3 separate regions of the Sus scrofa genome follow, and all the other regions are linked to region 1. A link is a contact called in public HiChIP or PLAC-seq data. All regions are on one chromosome and are shown on one strand. Each heading gives the region's core, a stretch centred on a gene start, on an enhancer-like site or on the middle of the called end of the contact. The rest is flanking DNA. Distances are from core to core; before and after follow the strand shown.

Evidence for each region. HiChIP or PLAC-seq counts read pairs in DNA pulled down with a chosen protein or histone mark.
Region 2: an H3K27ac HiChIP or PLAC-seq map of alveolar macrophages shows a contact between it and region 1. The contact joins the enhancer-like site here to the promoter of IFNAR2 in region 1. A contact is called at or near these places in 1 of 5 promoter capture datasets (liver), 25 of 47 Hi-C or Micro-C datasets (alveolar macrophages, blood, embryonic fibroblasts and 11 more) and 2 of 2 datasets of contacts at active chromatin or transcription factors (alveolar macrophages and skeletal muscle).
Region 3: a contact with region 1 is called in an H3K27ac HiChIP or PLAC-seq map of alveolar macrophages. The contact joins the promoter of TMEM50B here to the promoter of IFNAR2 in region 1. A contact is called at or near these places in 2 of 2 datasets of contacts at active chromatin or transcription factors (alveolar macrophages and skeletal muscle).

The regions. Positions count from the first base shown.
Region 1 is chr13:196,763,610-196,767,821 of Sscrofa11.1, forward strand. IFNAR2 (interferon alpha and beta receptor subunit 2) reads left to right here and starts at 2,478. Exons shown (of 10, transcript NM_001204775.2): 1 at 2,478-2,555. All of the region lies in intron 4 of LOC110256370 (40S ribosomal protein S2-like), which reads right to left.
Region 2 is chr13:197,032,297-197,036,713 of Sscrofa11.1, forward strand. IFNGR2 (interferon gamma receptor 2 (interferon gamma transducer 1)) reads left to right here. Exons shown (of 7, transcript NM_001111258.1): 7 at 2,491-3,308. The coding sequence ends at 2,709. Among named protein-coding and RNA genes, the nearest start is that of IFNGR2, 27 kb to the left of the region's middle. Within about 2 kb of position 1,890, at least 11 of the 83 cell types and tissues checked have an H3K27ac peak or open chromatin away from gene starts, as enhancers often do. A contact at or near this core is called in alveolar macrophages, retroperitoneal adipose tissue and subcutaneous adipose tissue, where this site is marked.
Region 3 is chr13:197,090,327-197,094,568 of Sscrofa11.1, forward strand. TMEM50B (transmembrane protein 50B) reads right to left here and starts at 2,982. Exons shown (of 7, transcript XM_021070935.1): 1 at 2,823-2,982.

The sequences.
Region 1 (4,212 bases), core at 1,228-3,727:
CAATGATTCATTCAACTTTGTCATTAGCATTATTAATTGCTTAATATCGTTTACGACCAGGAAACCCCTAATGTAGTGAAAATTGCAAAAGAATAGACTCTAGGAGCCCTATATCCAGCCGTGCCTCTGTGGTTCGGTTTCAGGAAAGAGTTTTCTATCTCTGGGTCTCAGTTTCTTTGCTTTGGAAAATGCGGAATTGAATCAAATTACCTTGCATTTCTCTCCAACTCTCATAACCCCTCATTCACACACCCTTTAAAATAAGTACCCGCAGTTCACGCACTATTCTTCCTTGAGAAACAGCGCCACCTTCAGGTCACAATAACCATAACAGAGCGGCTGCAGAGTTGCTTCTCCCGCAGGCAGGAATTATTTGCCAGATCCACAGAAACCCGTCCCCCTGGCGTCCTTGGGGACCTGGTCACACATTTGTGAGCCTGCCAGCTGGGTTAAGATCAATGTGTATGGACATGGAGCCAAGCTGAGCTAACTGGCCCACAGGGGACAGATACATGACCTTGGTCTAATTATCACAGCCCCCGGCTCACGGAGCTCACCCACGGAACAATTCCTAGGAAAGAGATCAAGCAAGAAACACGCTGGATGAACTGAAGCCTAAAAAGCAATGATAATAGACACACCTCTTCTTATCCCCTTAAGACAGTTTCCACCTGTTCTCATTTTAGCATGATACCCTGCAAGGCAGCTCTCGTGTGTTTTATCAAGAAAAATTGCATAGCGGAGTTCCCATCGTGGCTCAGTGGTTAACAAATGCAACTAGGAACTATGAGGTTGTGGGTTCGGTCCCTGGCCTTGCTCAGTGGGTTAAGGATCTGGCAGTGCCATGAGCTATGGTGTAGGTCGCAGATACGGCTCAGATCCCGCATTGCTGTAGCTCTGGCATAGACTGGTGGCTACAGCTCCGATTAGACCCCTACCCTGGGGACCTCCATATGCCGCAGGTGTGGCCGTAGAAAAGGCAAAAAAGACACAAAATAAATACATAAATAAATAAATAAAAAGAAAGAAAGAAAAATTGCATAGCAGACTCTTAAATAAATACCATTATTATTTTTTTTTTTTTTTTTGCACCCAGCAAATATTTATCAAGAAACCACTTAATCCCAGCACAGTGCTGAGGGCTCTCACAAAATTCTTTCTACTGAATTTCCACCACAGTCCTTAAGAGGCAAGCATGAAAATGCCCATGCTTCCACACAAGGAAATTGAGACTCAGAGAGGTGTGGAAATGACATGACAGCTTTGGCTCCAGTCTTGAGTATGAGATACTCGCATACTTCCTGCGTTAGGAGGGGCCACAATCAACCAAGAATGTAACAGCAACTGCCCCTTTTCCAGGCTTATCTCTCTGCACAACCTCGTTCTGCCAAATGCAATCGGCAGTTGCGAGCAAAGGCAGTTCGAGAACGCCATTTCTTTCTTTGAAGTGTGATCAGAAAACAGCCCTATCTTTGCCAACCAGCTTCAACTGCAGTACCCTGAGCTGCATGGATGGGGTTCATGGGTTAGAGGGGATATGGTGTTTTGTCACTAAGTCTCACAGTTTGCAAAAGATGGCTCATCTGAGAAAGAGAGTAAAGAGTATTTAAGATTATCCCTTTGAAAATATCCCATCACCCCCTAAATTTCCTAGGCTTTCTTGGGTGGGAAAGGGGCAGAGCAACTCCAAGCCCAGAAGGATGCTTTGTAGCTGGAAATACCACATTCCCCTGCATCACTCAGGAGAGACATGGGGGCCCCGCTGCACAATGCCCCTCACCGCATATCTCACGCTTTCCTGTATTCGTACAGGCTTGCGTGACACAAGCTGACAAAAATCAGGTTTTCCAGTCTGTCTCCCAGATTATACTTTACAGAATACTGGCACATAAATATGCAGTCACCAAGTATTTGCTGGTGTATTAGGGGGAAAACTGTAATCTACATGCAGAAAACAGACATGAGATAAGCTGGAGTGATTGGACCTATGTGAGATGGTAGCGAAGTTATTTTCAGACAGCGCCCAGGGAAGGAGCCTGGCTCAGAAAGGGACGGGAAAAATGCTCACAAACTTTGGTTTATGGCTTATGGGAAAAAGACCCAGATGGAACAAGATGGCAGAGTTGCACTGACCCTTTGAGGAAGGAGAAGTTAAGATGTGGCATCTAAACCACAAGGCAGACACCAGAAAAAAAAAAAAAAATTGCGTAAGCAAGGAAATTCTCAGTTTGGAGCATCTTCTTATACTCAGAGGAAATGTTATTCAAAGTTGCAGCTAGTGAGAAATTGAGGAACAGATGCTTGATAGTTGGTGTGCAGTTTTTGCCTGTAGTCGTAATTGGCAGGGGCAGTTCCACGGCGTTTCAGAGGCCGAGGTGGAAAAGGAGGAAATAGAAGGGGCTGGGGACTGACGGTCACAGCATAGAGGCAGCCACCAAGGATGAACTGGAGCAAAAAAGCAGAACTGTCTACAAGGCACGTATCCCTGAAAGAGTATTATGCAGAGAAGCCCCAACAGCAGCGGCTGTGGCTGAGCGAATCCTGCTTGGAAGCTGGTAAGCCCCTCTCAAGCCCCAATGGTAATGATGGTAGGTGAGCAATCCGTTATCTTTTGTCAGCATCATCCATGCTAGCCTCCTCGTCGCCTTCTTCCCACATCCTAACCCAAGGAGCCAGGCTTTCTTCGTACAGTTTCTATTCTGCAGGAGGTTAAGCCAACAGAGAATCAAAACTAGGAGTTCCCGACAAGGAACGAATCCGACAAGGAACCAGGAGGTTGCGGGTTTGATCCCTGGCCTCGCTCAGTGGGTTAAGGATCCGGCGTTGCTGTGAGCTGTGGTGTAGGTCACAGACGAGGCTCAGATCTGGCATTGCTGTGGCTCTGGCGTAGGCTGGCAGCAATAGCTCTGATTCGACCCCTAGCCTGGGAATCTCCATATGTTGCAGATGCGGCCCTAAAAGGACAAAAGAGAAAAAAAAGCTAGTTATCACTATGTATAAAATAATAAGCTAGGACCGAGAGTGTGAACAGTTGTTTCTGCAGCATCTGGAGCGTGGTCCTCCGGGCATTGTTTTCTGCTTTATTTTGTCCTTGGTGGCCTTTGGAGGGGCTGAAGTAGCTCCGGAGAGGTGGGACGGCAGAGATGAAGAGTGTACACCACTTTTGCGGGTTACAGATGGTGTGCAGAGAAGTGGGCGCTAAATGCGTGCTACCATAGACCCCGATTCAGGCTGGGCGAGAAGTGTTCCCATAGGGAAGTCCCCATGTTTTTGGAAACAGATTCATTCATACAACCATGCATTTAGTTGCACACCTACTATGTGCTATGCGCTGGGCACAGAGTAATGACAGCATCCCATCAAGTTCTTGGGCGATTCTGATGGGATGCCTGCAAATGAGGGACTTGGTTGGATCCAGAGGACGTGAGCTTTTATGCAGGGGGATAAGCCATATCTCCCTAAGGGGCAAGGTCAATGGACCTGGACAGAGAGTGGTTTTAACTCTCAGTAATGGAGAGACCGGTACCTGTAGGTCAATAGGTACAAATGAGGACAGCTGAAATCTACATGGAGCAGCTGAAAACTGGCAAAGAGGTTTAAGCTCCTCACCATTCATTGGGCATTCAATTCCCTGAATGCACCAGACTTTGGGACACACCAGCCCACAAGGCCCCTCTGTGTGAGTCTGGGAAAGGCACGGTGTGGGCACCTATCTTCCTGGGAACTGGGTGAAACCTGCTGTCCCACAGCTGGACTTGAGAACCCACATACCGCCTCCCAGCCTGCTCTGCTGGGGCCTTCTGCCTTAGACATTTACCCAAGTTCTTCCATCTTCCTGCAAGGCTTCCCCACACCCCCACCCCTTCCCACCTCCCCTTCCAAACCCCACCTTAGAGATGACCGTCACAGAGTTCCCGTGTGGTTCATCAGATTAAGAACCTGACTAGAATCCATGAGGATGCAGGTTCGATCTCTGGCCTCTCTCAGTGGGTTAAGGATCCGGCGCTGTCGTGAGCTCTGGTGTCAGTCACAGACTCGGTTCAGATCCAGTGCTGCTCTGGTTGTGATGTAGGCTGGTAGCTGTGGTTCCACTTTGACCTCTAGCCTGGAAACTTCCATAGGCCACAGATATGGCCCTAAAAAGGAAAAAAAAAAAAAAAGACGGATGACTGTCACAGGTAAGCCTTCCCAGCCCCTCACAGCTCCAAGTCA
Region 2 (4,417 bases), core at 640-3,139, 270 kb after region 1:
AGTTTCCTCTGGAAGCAACACATCAGTCCTGGGCCTTTGGTGACCTCCCCCAGGGAGCCTGGTCAGGGGACCCAAGGCAGTGGAGATCACCGGGCAAGAGCTTGAGCTTTGGGTCAGACGTGCATGCGAGGCTTCTAGAGTAAACACACCCAGAGCTGTGAGCTCAAAGCCTTTACACCGAGTGCTCGGGGACATCACTAGTACTTTAAAGGATTTAAGAAAGTGGAGTGGGTGAGTCTTATAGAAAATCCTGTTTTCCTGCCCAGCCCAGCCCCCCTGAGGCTCTGTGAGCAGCCAGGCTCTCTAAGAACGCAGCTGGGACATTCTTGGGATGAGAAGCTAGCTGATAGAAGAATGTTTTTTAGAAGTATTTGCTTCTGGAAGTTTATCATCCTTCGGTAAAATCAAAGTAAAATATTGGAAACAGGAGTCCCCCTTGTGGCTCAGCAGGTTGGGAACCCAACATAACGTCCATGAGGATGCAGGTTCAATTCCTGGCCTGGCTCAGTGGGGTGGGGATCCGTGTTGCTGCAAGGTGCCACGAGGGTCAAAGATGCAGCTCGGATCTGGCATGGCTGTGGCGTAGCTCGATTTGACCCCTAGCCCAGAACTTCCATATACCACAGGAGTGGCTATTTTTAAAAAAGGAGTTCCCATCGTGGCGAAGCGGAAACAAATCTGACTAGGAATCATGAGGTTGCAGGTTGGATCCTTGGCCTCAATCAGTGGGTTAAGGATCCGGTGTTGCCGTGAGCTGTGTAGATCGAAGATGTGGCTTGGATCCTGCTGTGGCTGTGGTGTAGCTGTAGCTCTGATTTGACCCCAAGCCTGGGAACCTCCATATGTCGTGGGTTTGGCCCTAAAAACCAAAAAAAAAAAAAAAAAGCAGAAACAGAATCTTATGTTGTTATAGCTAGTCTAGAAAGACAGACTGGTGCTTCTAGAAGGAGCTCTATAATCTCTTGTTTCCCTTCATTTGTCATGAGATGTTTTTAAAGTACACAGACATTGTGCAAATTACATTAAATTCCCTACTGAACCTTCCATCCAAATGCTGCAGGATCCCACTTCTTTGAAGCATCTGAAATAGTCAAACACAGACTTCCTGTCATGGCACAGCAGAAACGAATCCAACTAGAAACCATGAGGTTTCAGGTTCGATCCCTGGCCTCGATCAGTGGATTAAGAATCCGGCATTGCCGTGAGCTGTGGTGTAGATCGCAGACACAGCTCGGATCTGGTGTTGCTGTGGCAGCTACAGTTCCAATTAGACCCCTAGCCTGGGAACCCCCATATCCCACAGGAGCAGCCCTAAAAAGACAGACAGACAGACAGACAGACATATATACATAAAAATAAAATAGTCAAACTCATAGAAACAGAGCAGAATAGCGGTTACCAGGGGCCAGGGGAAGAGCAAGGGGAGAGTTGCTTTCAAATGATACAAAGTTTCAGTTATGCAAGGTAGGTTCTAGAAATCTGTAGTAAACATCGTGCCTATAGAGAGTCCTGTGCTGTGCACTTCAAAATGTGTTGAAGATGGACGTCCCCTGATGTATTCTTACCGCCAAAAAAACCACCTTCCCTGGTTACTGTTGTGCCGGTGTAACAGCTCTCAACTTAGAATTTTACTCGCAGGCATAATCTCTCTCTCCCAGTAAAACTAACGTCTGGACTCTCATCAGTGAATTTACTCCTAGTCGTTCCTTTGGGGCTTGCATCTAAAACATACAATCTTTCGGTTCATTTTCCGGGGAAAGCGTGAAAAATCTGTATCAAAAGTCACTGAAGTTGCGTGAGAACAGTGAATCATGTTTCACTTAAATGTCTGAGGTTTCACAAGAGCGCGTGATGGATTGTTCCTCTTTCCATCCGCCAGCTCTAAACTGACTATTTTAGTATCTTTCAGCATTTGCCAGCCCAGGTAGGTTTGGTAACTTGCTCATCAATGGCTGAGCCCACAGCGGAGGCAGGAAGGACAGGGGACAGTTAGGCCCTGGGGACCACTGCTTCATCCCCGAGGACCAACGCTCCCTGACTCGACCAGGGCTGTGCTGCCACGGCTGTGCACCCGCCCAGATCCTCTGTCCCTGGGGTGTTGTGTGAAGTAGCAACAGCCTCTGGATGGAGTGGCTGGGAAAACGCTCCTGAAGGTTCCCTGTTTTCCCCATTGGAGGTGAACCAGGGGTTCCGCTTCCTCCTTCCCTGAAAAAGTAGAGACTTTTCAGGGATTAATCACCCACAAGCCAGAACTCGCTTTTCCTGAGCGGTGCCCTTTGGCACCTCAGAGTATTCCCTGGGTGGCCCTTGGATTCACGGTCAGGTGATTGAGATGAGGGGTGAAGGTGTTTTGTGGGTGGACAGAATTGGAAGTTATCCTTGGGCGAAAAAAAATAATAATAGGATTGGGTCAACGAAACATTAAAGTAAAAAGATCTGGTATCTTGAACTGAGAACCTGATTGTAATAATGATTTTCAACCTTTTCAAGTATTTAAAGGACCCGGCTCAGCCCATCTTAGACGCCTTGGACAAGGACAGCTCGTCAAGAGATGATGCCTGGGACTCTGTGTCCATCGTTTCATTTCCAGAGAATCATCGAGAAGACACTCTCCAAAGCACTTTGACCCAAAGCACTGTCTCGAGCCACAAGCCTATGGATGGAGCACCCTCAGCCAATACAGCTGCTGATGTATCTGTCCCGGTTTGATGGAGCCACTGCTCAATGTCCCTGTCACAAAAAGACCTATGGGTGGAGTTCCCTGGTGGCTCAGTGGGTTAAGGATCCCTTGGTGTCACTGCTGAGGTTCTGGTCCCTGCCATGGCATGGGTTCAATCCCTGGCCTGGGAACTTCCACATGCCATGGATGTGGCCAAAAAGACCCCAAAGACCCATGAGTACCTGGGCAGAGGTCATGGGTCTTGTGGGAGAGACAAACTTTTATTTTTTAACCAAAAATTTCCTAAATCATACATGTGTTTAGCATGATTCTACATACCAAAAAAATAAGGTTTCTCTTAAACACTAAAAAAGCACTTAATTATTTGTTAGCCAAGTGGCATCCCCTCTGATATTTTGTACATTGCTGGTTGGGCCGTGCAGTCAGGAGACGGGGGTCCCCTCTAGCAAGAAACTTGAGCACTTCGGGCAGGTAACAGAACCTGTCCCAGCCTGTGCCAACAAGGCTGTCCCTTTCACGTGCAGATTCCTGGCTTTAAATGTGATTAAAACTGTAAATAATTTTCTAGTAACTTAAGGGTCTTTTTTTTTTTTTAAGCTGGAAATAAACAACTGTATAATTAACTTTTTAAAAGTCTATGTGAAGTTCTTCTACTTCATCTTCTTTATTTTGGCCTATTTTCTGCAGTTTCAACTTTTTAAAATTCTCTATCTAAACTTTTGTTTTCAGAGTTCCCGTTGTGGCTCATCAGGTTAAGAACCCAACATAGAGTCTGATGCGGGTTCGATCCCTGACCTCGCTCAGGGGTAAGGATGGAGCGTTGCTGTGAGCTGCAGGATAGGTCACAGATGTGGCTCAGATCTGGCACTGCTGTAGCTGTGGTGTAGGCTGGCAGCTGCCGCTCCAATTCAATCCCTGGCCTAGGAACTTCCATGTGCCCCAGGTGGGGCCCTAAAAAGAACAAAAGAAAAAAAAGAAAACTTTTGTTTTCCTACCTCTCAGTAGAGCTACCGAGAGGCCTCATGGTCATGCAGCAAGAACTTTCAACCTGTATCACTTGATTCCTTGAAAAGTTATGAAGGGGATTTTTCAGAAGCTGCATTTGCGCTTCATTTATCTGTGATGTGTCACATGTGTTGAGCAAGGCGTGTAGAGAGGATTCGCTAGTGGACCAGAGTGATAACCACTGGGCCTGCAAGTCTTCTGTCAGTGCAAGTAGTGATGGGGTCTTTTTGTTCAGAGGACATGGATTAAGAACCATTTATAGGAGGATTTCCTGTCGTGGCTCAGTGGTTAACGAATCCGACTAGGAACCATGAGGTGGCAGGTTCTATCCCTGGCCTTGCTCAGTGGGTTAAGGATCCGGCATTGCCATGAGCTGTGGTGTAGCTCAGATCTGGGATTGCTGTGTCTCTGGCGTAGTCCGGTGGCTACAGCTCCAATTAGACCCTTAGCCTGGGAACCTCCACATGCCATGGTGCGGCCCTGGAAAAGACAAAAAGACCAAAAAAAAAAAAAAAAAAAAAAAAAGAATAAAAGGGGGAGTTCCCATCGCGGCTCAGCAGTAACAAACCAGACTACTATCCATGAAGATGCAGGTTCGATCATTCACTGGGTTAAGGATCTGGCATTGCCGTGAGCTTGGTGTAGTTTGCAGATGCAGCTTGGATCTGGGGTTACTATGGCTGTGATATAGGCCAGCAGCTGTAGCTCCAATTGGACCCCTAGCCTGGGAAC
Region 3 (4,242 bases), core at 1,732-4,231, 330 kb after region 1:
CTTGGGTGGAAAGCTTATTTTATTTTAGGGCCGTACCTACAGCACATAGAGGTTCCCAGGCTAGGGGGTCAAATCGGCGCTATAGCTGCTGGCCTATGCCACAGCCACAGTAATGCAGGATCCGAGCCTCGTCTGAGACTTACACCACAGCTTAGGGAAACACTGGATCCCCAACCCACTGAGCAAGCCCAGGGATGGAACCCATGTCCTCATGGATACTAGTCGGGTTTGTTAACCACTAAACCACGAAGGGAATTCCTGTAAAGTTTCTTTTAAAAAGCAAAAAAATCAGGATACAGGCTACCTCTAGGAGAAAGATGTTAACATTTGATTTCATTTGCTTATGGATAAAATACTGATCCCTGCAAGAGTATTGCTTAAAGTATATATTTATATATGTTCTGCTCACGGGTTTTTTGGGTACCTGAGATACATTTGTAACAACAGAAACTTACTGGAAAAGAGAACAAGAATTTATGCTACTGCTGAATATCCAAGGGGGTTACCACAGGAAGGTATTACACAACATATGCCTCTTCATATTTTCTCTTCCTGAAGGCCCTCTCTACCCATTCCTGCCAGGCCAGTCGAATGAGTCAATACAGCCTTAAAGTCAACACCACTAAGTGCTAACAAGGTGAATAAATCCACCATTATTTAACCTGGTCCTCAAATATTTTGTGATCCAGTCTCTAAATGCAAAGAGACAAACAGATTCTAAAAATGCATATGAATCAAACAAATTAGCTACTGCCTTTAAATGATAAAATCCTTTCCGATTTTGTCACTACTGTGGCTGGGGTTCAGTCCTTGGCCAGGGAACTTCTGCATGCCACAGGTGCAGCCAAAAAGGAACAAAATAATAAGGCATTAAATTATAAAATCCTATCAGTTATAAGAAGTGAAAAGAGCACTAAAATTATACTTTAAAATACAATTATCTGTTTAAACCACCTACCTGAAACTTATCCTACAATGCCAAAAGGATTTTCATCCATAATGGTGAAAACCCAGAAACAACCAAAATGATCATCATTAAGGGATCGAGAAAATTTGAGTATTTCCAGAGTTCCCTGGTGGCACAGCAGGTTAAGGATCCATGGCTGTCACTGCTGTGGCTCAGATCACAGCTGTGGTGCAGGTTCCAACCCTGGCCTGGTAACTTCCACCTGCGGCAGGCATGGCCAAAAAAAAAAAAAAAATTAAAGAGTACATCCAAACAGTACATCCAAAAATGAGATAGGTCAGCATGTACTAAGTTAATGTATCTTTAATTTTTTTTTAAGCTAATGTATCTTTATATTAAAGTAGTTGCCCAACAGTATTATGGCACAATCCCCTCCTAGGGACTGGAATTGAGGATGTAAAGTATGCAACGTCCAAAATCAAGGAAGTCTAACTTTTTTCTTGATACTCTTCTGCGCACTCTGAATTTTTTACTTGATGTTCCTCTGTAATATTTTTAAAATGTTTACAACCTGAATATATTGTAATCACTTAAAAGGAGCCGATAAGGATAAAATAATAAGATAAATTCTTTACCTTAGACTCCAGAAAATGAATTCGGAAATAATCAGCCAGTTAAGGCTGCTGTGATCCTAGCGGGCAGAGAAGGATGGGGGGTGGGGAGGGCGTGTCTCCGGAAGAGAAACACGACATCCTTCCCCGGCTCTCATTACACCAGCTTTTTCCTGCCGCATCATTATTCAAGAGAACGTCTTGTTTTCATTTTAAGAACGAGGAGGCCTGCCACACTATTACCGGTAAAAAATGCCTAACGTCTGTTCTACGTCTGAACAGTATGACAGAAGAGAAGACAACTGACCCTGACCGAAGATGATGTAAAAGAAGCGTGACAAGCCTGGGAGTAGGAGGCTTGGGAAATGTTAAGAAAGGGGATTTATATAAAGTGCAAGTCGGTGAAGAGTTGGCGCGAAGAGGTGGGACACTCCGAAAAGAGAAATTAATGTCTTTGAGAGGTATAACGCTGGTTACACATTCACTCCAATCGGAGCTTGACTCTCCCCAACACACACACACACACACACACACACACACACACGCATGCACAGCGCTAGCAGCAGGGAGCGAGCGAGGACAATCTCATTACTGCTTTGGCTTTAAAAGGTTATATATTTACCTTTCCGATTAAGCACCTTCCAGTGATGAACTCGGAAGCCAATTTATTGGTTAAAAACCAAGCGTCTTCCCCAGCACAACTACCATTGCTACCTGGGCTACGCTCCTCATCTAAAAGGACACTCAACACTTTATGATTAATCCTGGAAAGAATGTTGACCCTCCTCTATTCCCTCTTTCCACCTCTGTCCCTACTCTCCTAAGGAGCGAGTCGGAAAAGTCCACCAAACACTTAACAACATCGCCAGCAGAGGCTGAGACCAAACGGGAGGGGTGAGCAAGTCCTCGAAAGGCCCCCAGACGCCGAGTGCGGGCCGCACGTCTCTCCCCTGCGCCGGGCACCGCGGTGAAGCTGACAGGTTCGGGATGGAAACCTGTGCAGATCCTCCAGGGAAGCAAGTCGACGGCGAGATAACGCGGCGTAGCTGCCTGCCCCGGCCGAACGCGCTCCCCGGGCGCCCAAGAAGACATGGGCTGGTGAGCAGGGAGCGGCGGAGGCCCCCGCCCCGCAGGCCGCCCGTATGCTCCGCGAACCCGCTCCGCCCCGCGACGCCGCGCACCGCGCACGGGAAAGGCCGGGCGCTGTCGTCCCTCGCAGGCCGGGCCGGCTGAGGACGCCTCTCCAAGAGCAGGCGGTGGGCGCTAGCCCCCAGCACGCCCCGAAACTGACTGCCCGCACTCACCCGGCTTCCCCCACGCCCACGCCAACGCGAGGCGCGCGCGCAGAGGAGGAAGCTGCCGTGCAGCTGTCTAGCCCGCGTCCTCCGCTCCACTTCAGCCCCCGGGAGCCGGGAGCGGGCGGCGGGCGTGAGGCGAGGGCGCCGGTGGGGCGGGGCGCGGCGCCGTGCGCAGGGAAGCAACCAATCGGCGTGCAGCAAGTGGCCGGCCGGAGGCGGGGCAAGGATCTAGGGGCGGGGCGAGGCAGCCAAGGGGCGGGGTGAGGGCGGTCGTTCTGCGGCCCCCTGGGAGCTGCTGGCTGGACTCTGCGCCTTGTGATTCGCGGCAGCGCTGACCTGACCCCTCTGTTGTTTTCTGGGCGGCATCAGTGCTGCGTTTCCGCTCAAGGACTTCAAGTGCAGCATCGGTGAAATCACACGTGTGGGAGGAGCCCAAGACCTAGAGAGCGGAGGTTGTCTTTGCCCCTGGGTTAAGCGGCTTTGACCGAGAGCAGCCCAGGGTAGGGCGTGTACTCCAGGAGGTTCTCAGAAACGGGGGGTCTCTAGAAGTGACCTTTTCCAATCCCTAACGCTCAGAAATGGAGGCCTAGAAAGGTGAGATTTCTGGTCCAAGGCTACCAACTAGTACAGCAACCCGAAGTTACCGGTACAGTACAACTACGCCTTTTATTTTTTGCTTTTTTTTTTTTTTTTTTTTTTTTTTTGGTTTTTCTATTTTCTTACTAGGGCCGCACCCATGGCTTATGGATGTTCCTGGTCCCCAGCCACAGCAACACGAGATCCGAGCTGCATCTGTGACCTACCCACAGCTTGCAGCCAAGCCAGATCCTTAACACGCTGAGCGGATCAAACCCGCGTCCTCATGGACACTAGTTGGATTCTTAACCCGCTGAGCCACAACGGGGAATTCCCTACAACTAACTAGTCTTAATTCTGTTCTTATGTTTTCCTGGCTATCTACCAGATTTTTGCTTTCTCGTGGTCCAGTATCTTCCTACTGTCTCCTTTAAAGAGGATACATCTTGAATTTTCAGTGTAACTTCAATAGCCTTTGAAAGCCTGGTCTGAATTTCCTACAGAATATAAAGTGTAATTAGTTATTTGGGGAAAAGACATTGTGTAAAAGTCCAGGTATTTTCAATGGGATTCTAAAAATGTTTTCCCCTGAAATATAATGAAATAAAAGGTTTTGTGTTCCAAGTTGTCACAAAATGCCACTCTCTTATATTCCTGTTACTCCTATAAATCTTATACATGTAAGAGAAACAACCTCTGCTTTTTATTTTTCCACTATCTCTCAGTTCTCATTTTCATGGATGTTATTTTTCTATCTTTTATATTCTGTCATTTGGCAAATAATACATTTGTAGTTATATTACCCATCATCCTGACACATATGCTAGGATCTAGATGCTCAGTAATTATT